2 separate regions of the Oryctolagus cuniculus genome follow, and region 2 is linked to region 1. Evidence: chromatin contacts called from public Hi-C data. All regions are on one chromosome and are shown on one strand. Each heading gives the region's core, a stretch centred on a gene start, on an enhancer-like site or on the middle of the called end of the contact. The rest is flanking DNA. Distances are from core to core; before and after follow the strand shown. Region 1 has its middle 500 kb from the start of TNS1. Region 2 holds the start of IGFBP5 (insulin like growth factor binding protein 5).

Region 1 (3,196 bases), core at 490-2,989:
ACCAGGAATTCAGTGCAGGTTTCCCATGTGGATGACAGGAACTCAATTGCTGGAAGGATCACATGCTACCTCCCAGGGTGCACACTTAGCGGGGAGCTGGAATCAGGAGTAGAGCCGGAACCCAAACTCATGTGCTCTGATACGGGATGCAGGCGTCTTAGCTCCTAGGCTAACTCCCAATCCCATGAATAAGGGTTGGAAAGAGTCCCAGTGATGCGAGTATTGCATTCTTGTCTCCTTCCTGCCTCTGCTTTGAGAAACTCTGGAAGACAGAATTGACTCTCATCTACGCCACAGAAGGGAAAAGAAGAGTTTGAAGAGATCCGAAACTCATCTAGCTCAGGGTTTCTTTCTTTTATAAATGATTTATTTATTTAGTTTCAGAGAGGCAGAGGCAGAAAGAGAGAGAGAGAGAGAGAGAGAGAGAGAGAGGTCTTCCAACCGATGGTTCACTTCCCAAACAGCCAGTCAGTGCTGGGCCAATCTGAAGCCAAGAGCCAGGAACTTCTTCCAGGTCTCCCAAGTGAGTGCAGAGGCCCAAGGACTGGGGCCATCTTCCACTGCTTTCCCAGGCCATAGCAGAGAGCTGGATCAGAAGTGGAGCATCTGGGGCTTGAACCCACACCCACATGGGATGCTGGCCCAGCAGGTAGTGGTTTTACTCGCTACACCACAGCACTGGCCCCTAGTCCAGGGTTTCTAAACCTCAGCCTGTTGGCATTAAGGACTATATAATTCCTTATTGTGAGTAACTGTCTTACAGCACTTCTGGCTGCGCTCTGCAATCCATGACAATCTGAAGTGTCTCCAGACATTGTCATACGTCCCCTGAGGGGCAAAATTATCCCTAGTTGAGAACCATGGACCCATTCTCCCACATAATCTAGAACTTTCCTTTATATACCACATATCCTTTGACTGTTGTAGGAGCCTGGGAGGTCAGTTTTCTGTTTTGATTTTCCTGGGAAGCACTCACATTGGTGTTAACATGAAGATTTTGGATTTTGAAGCACATTGCCATGGATCAGATCCTGCAGTCACTCTTTGGTCTGACCTTGGGCAAACCTCTGAACCCTTTTCATCCTATTTCATGAAACTCCCTAATCCTTATTTCACAGGTTTATTAGCAGGACGAACCCATCATGGGTGTAGAACGTTTAATGCTTTCATTTGCTGGATAACTGTATTCATTCTATTGAGCCCAGGTTCTCCATCTCTACACATGATCTTAGCCAAAAGGCTGAGAAATGATAGACTCCCATCTCTAACTCGCCTCCGTTGCTTGCACACCCCGATGCCGTGCAGACTGCCTGGCCTCTGGATCTCCCAATAGATCAGAATTTGGCCCCTGTCCCATCCTCATGTTTTCTCAGTGGACAAAACTCCCCAAACTTGGTTCCTCCTCAGACACTTGAGAAGCAGCAACACATCGCAGTTTAGGGAGGTTAATGATTAGGTCTGCATAAAGCTGGGTATAAACAAGGCTGGCTGATGGTGGGGAGCGGAGACACGTGGAGGCCTGGCCAGGAAGGCTGCCACGGTCACAGCAGAAAGGCTGGATGCTCACCAGCTGGTGCCTAGGGGAAGTGGCAGATGAATGACCTAAAAAGAAACCAACCCCCAAGAGCAGACCTTTCTACAATGACACCCTGGAGTTGGGCACCCTGAGGCCGCACGGCCCTTAGCCTCTCTTTCCAGCTGCCCATTTGCAATGAGCTCCTGACACTTTCCAGGAAGTATAAATGAGACAGGAACCCTGGAGGCCAGTGATCTGAGAAGCCATCTGACCCCTCAGACCATCCAGCATCTGCTGAATCTTTTAAAAAAGACTGCTGGTGTCTGGGAGCCAGCAGACTCCTCCTCTTTGTGGCAGCCAAGGGCTAGGCTCACCTCCTATGCCTCCACATGTGAGCTGGACTTGACAAAGCTCTTGTCAATTGTATGCCAGCAAATAGAGGCCTCAGGGACGGTCCCTTTGTGTTGGAGGAAGAAGTGTGAGTCACAGCACTGGTGCCACAGAGCTCTCCCTGTTGGGAGTGGCAGGCCCCGCAGGGTGGCCGGGGACATACGAAATCCCTGCAGTTGATTTTGATATATTTGAGAACATTTTCTTCAATGCCAGGGCTGGCTCTTGTTTGCCCTTGGATAGTAGAGGGGGAAATTGGACTGACATGATTCTCGGTTGAGACAGTGATCTCTGAGAGCCTGACTAGAAACAGACTGCGATGGATATCGTTGAAACTTGCACACAAGGCAGTCCTGCCTGCCGTTTCCTGGGGTAGGAGGGTCTCTTCGCCAAGGAGATTAGACCAGATTGTTTAAACATGGGGCTCCTGCGTCTGCCCTAAGGCTTGGTGCAATTTTCTCTTAGACAGTCTCTTGATTTACGACTCTAAATCACATGGAGCATGACTGTGACTCACCAGTGCCCATCCTCCCCGAGGCTTTGGAGATAAGGGCTCCACAATGGGAGGCTGCTGTGAGCCCAGGGAAGGGGAGCAGGATTCTGTTTCATAGGTTTATGAAAAAACATTGAACTGCTTTTTTGGGTATCTCTGGGGGGCTTGCAAAATGTGAGGTGGAGAAGAAAGACGTTGCTGAGGTCTCTTCTCCTCTGTGCTGCGAGTTGGGGGAGGGTGAAAGGGGGATATGCCTGTTCAAGTCTGCTCACCAGGGATGGTCTCTCCTCTCTGTGGAAGATCTTTGCTGTACTGGTCCCTCCCGAAACCAATCTTGATCCTTCCTTCTAGAAGCTTCAAGTCTTTGGCTGAAAGAGTGTCCACCTGAGTTCTCTAGTTCAGATTCCTGCTTGATCTGTGGGCTCTATTCAAACTTTCTGCCAAGGAGCACTGGGTTTCCATGGTCTTCAGATGTTGTCAGCTTTGATCTCATAACCTGGAAGTCAGAAAGCTAAGGTGGCCAGTCCTATGTGGCCATTTTAGTTTAAGGAACTGAGGACTAGAGAAGCGTGTGTCTTACCTGCAAGTGTACATCGGTGCATGTCAGAGTCTGCACAAGTTTTTCCTCCTGGTCCTGGGCCACTTCCGAGAATCCCAGAATTCTCCACAGTTCTACTGAACTCCAAACTTGTGTTGGATGTGGATGCATAATTTCTCTTGAGGTTTTCATTTTTCTTTCTTCTTATCCACAGTTATGGTGATAATGAGCCATGGGAAATAGTTTCATCTCTTCTATC
Region 2 (3,196 bases), core at 501-3,000, 850 kb after region 1:
ACCAAGGAGGTTCAGAAAGAGGAGCAGGAACTGGAACCCCCATTACACACCACTCTGCCAGTCTGAACTTGACACAAAAGAAAAAAATGACCCCTGATCTCCCTCACTTCTCACCAAGCTTTCAGGTATCCATTTGAGTCGCAAGGAGACTTGTGTGACTTTTTTTTTTCTTTAAATCGTTACTCGGGAAGTCTCCCTCTCCCAGCCAACACCTAAAACCCCTTTGGCAACAGGAGCTGAAGCACCACTTTAAACTTCAGGCTTGTTTTAAAATGTGCCTTTTGGCAAATAGATAAGTGAGAAAAAGATCGGGATCTGGGGGGTGTTAACAGCACCAGGCGAGATTCTCCTGAACCGAACTAGCAAGAGAAATATTTTCTTCAAGGCAGCCGGCCAGGAAGAATTCTTATCATAGATAAGGGTGCAGTCTAGTGGCAAACTTTGTGAAATGCAACAGCCCCTTCTCCAAAGCAAAGTTAGAGCCCATCTCAAGGGAGCCAGGGCTGTGTAAAGAGCCTCGCCCCGAGGTCTCCCCCAAAGGGATGGTGACCTTGGTCCTCTCTCCCTGGCCTGCCTGTGAACCCCATAACCCACCCACAGAGACTTTAGGAAAAGCTAAACAGAACACCTGCCTTCTTTCAAGACTCCAGCTTTCTTTCATTTTACTAAGGAAACAGCGGTCCCAGAGTGTTAGAATAGACTGAGGTTTTAAACGTCATGGTGAGGGCTCTGGTAGGAACCCCCTCTCTGGAATGTGCCTGCCGGCACCCCTCACTCTTATAAGAAGGTGTCCTGCTCTGTCACATGGCTGCCCAGGAGAAATAGAGGACCAGGGCCACACCTGCTGGCTCCCCTTCCCTCTGAAAACCCACACACAAACACACAGCAAGTTCTTCAGTTGTCACAGGGTTTCTTCCAGCAAGTGTCAGTTCTGCCACTCAGGGCTCCCGACAATGCTGTTGTGAGAATGTCCCTTCCTACAAGACTGTGCAACACTCACCCCCCCACACACACACACATTCCCCCAGCTTCCAGGGCCAGCCCTGCGGCTGAAGGCAGGTGGCTACTTCTTGCCTCTGACTAAAGACAGTCCAGCCCTAGCCCCCAGCCACACAAATGCCCCTGCACCAAATCCCCTTCTTCAGACTCTGGTGGAGGAAAATCCAGTTTTTCTTCTTTTTTGCCTCTCTTTAGCTCAGCTCACCATCCATGCCTGGCCAGCCTACACTACCCGTCCCCAAACACACACACACACACACACACACACACACACACCTTTCATGGTAACTCAGGCACCAGCATAAAGTCCTTGTACAGAGCTTGGGAAGCATTTATTGGGCACCGTATACATCCAGTGGGTTCATAAGAAAAGGGCTTCTGCCTCCAGCCTGCGCCCAGGCCGGTTAAGGGGACAAGAGGGAGGGGACCGAGTCACTCTCATTGTGTTCGCCCTGCTCCGCCGAAGAACTGCGGCTTCCACTGGCCCCTCCACCTCCTCCACGCCCTCTGCAGCCCCAGCCAGTCCCCCCAAGCCCCTCTCTTACATTCCGGGGGGAGGGGGCCGCTGTCCAGGGAGCGGAGGGGAGCCCCCGCGTGTCTCGAAGGCCTCTCCCCACCCCCACCCCGTGTGAGTTTGCGCTGCAAAGCTCCTTGGCATCCTCTCCCGGGTTGGGTGTTGGGAGCTCAAATTGCAGCTACAAACTGGCTGCCAGCCAGGGGCCGGCTATTTAAAAGCGCCGGCTCCACCAGAGCCCGTAGTCTCTTTGGAAACTTCTGCCAGGAAAGAGCTACGAAGCGGTGTGGGCTTTTTCCTTTTTTTTTTTTTTTCCTTTTTCTTCCCTTTTTTTTCCTCCTTTTAATTAGCCCTCCTCCGTTTGCACCCTTCTCCTACTGCACGCAGAACCTGCGAATTTCGAAGAGGTGGTGACAGAGTGGGAGAAAAGAGGTGCTAGGGTTTAGATTTATTTTTCTTTTCTTTTTCTTTTTCTTTTTTTTTTTTTTGCTTCTTTGCCTAGTTTCTTGATTTTCTCCCACCCTCTCGGCTGCCGCCAGCTCCTCTTACCTGTTCCGCTGCAGCCGCGCGCCGCCGCAGCTGGAGGTTAGAAAGGACTGGGGGTGTATTTTAAATTTTAAGCAAAAAAAAAATTTTTAAGACCAATCCATTTTTCTCCTCCTCACCCCCCCCCCCGAATAACCCCTTCTGCACAGCCTTCGAACTCATTATTTCGGAGGTTGCTTTGGGGTTAGCGATTTTGTGGCTCCCGCCCACCTCCCCTACAGCTCTGACCCGCTCGGGCTCCGGGCTTTTTCCACCCTCCGCCCACCCTGAGTGCACCTGGCGAGGCTCTCCCCCTCCCACCCTCCAAACCTGTTGCACGCCTTTAATCCCTGCAACCGGGACTCGCTTGCAGCCGCCTCAACCCTCCACCCCCCGCTACATTTTGCAAGTGTCTGGAGAAGGCACCTGCTCTACCTGCCAGACTTAAAAGAAAAAATCTCCGGGCTCCCTCTTGGCCCCCTTAACTCCCTGCACTCTCGCTCTCCTGCCCCGCCCCGAGGGAAAGCGAGAGACTCGAAGATGGTGCTCACCGCGGTCCTCTTGCTCCTGGCCGCCTGCGCTGGGCCGGCCCAGGGCCTGGGCTCCTTCGTGCACTGCGAGCCCTGCGACGAGAAAGCCCTGTCCATGTGCCCCCCGAGCCCCCTGGGCTGCGAGCTGGTGAAGGAGCCGGGCTGCGGCTGCTGCATGACTTGCGCCCTGGCCGAGGGGCAGTCTTGCGGCGTCTACACTGAGCGCTGCGCACAGGGACTGCGCTGCCTCCCGCGGCAAGACGAGGAGAAGCCGCTGCACGCCCTGCTGCACGGCCGCGGGGTTTGCCTCAACGAAAAGAGCTACCGCGAGCAAGTCAAGATCGGTGAGCGCGCTCGGGGTGCCAGTCAGCTGCGCGGCGCAGGGCGGGGGACTCGGGACGCGCTGGGCCCGCACGCTTCGCGCAGCAAGTGGCCTCGGGCTGGGGTGCAGTCCGGGAGGAGCCGAGGAGGGTCACTGTACCTGGGGATTGGAACCTTGGCCAGTACTGCCGCCCTAAGCTGCTGTCCAGTGAGCAGCTCCCAGATTTCGCTCCTTCTCTTGCCACTTGCTGGGGTCCCACGCGACCCCTGCCCCCACCCCCACTTCCGACCACTAGCTCTGATCTCA

What was found. A called contact is a pair of places that touch in the nucleus more often than the background predicts.
Region 2: a Hi-C map of liver shows a contact between it and region 1, with 8 times the contacts expected there. The contact joins the promoter of IGFBP5 here to the enhancer-like site in region 1. A contact is called at or near these places in 5 of 6 Hi-C or Micro-C datasets (ear pinna, liver, psoas muscle and 2 more).

Annotation. Positions count from the first base shown.
Region 1 is chr3:21,745,077-21,748,272 of mOryCun1.1, forward strand. No RefSeq gene overlaps it. Among named protein-coding and RNA genes, the nearest start is that of TNS1, 500 kb to the left of the region's middle. Within about 2 kb of position 1,740, at least 1 of the 8 cell types and tissues checked has an H3K27ac peak or open chromatin away from gene starts, as enhancers often do. A contact at or near this core is called in ear pinna, where this site is marked.
Region 2 is chr3:22,599,920-22,603,115 of mOryCun1.1, forward strand. It overlaps IGFBP5 (insulin like growth factor binding protein 5), which reads left to right and starts at 1,751. Exons shown (of 4, transcript XM_002712468.4): 1 at 1,751-2,912. The coding sequence starts at 2,579.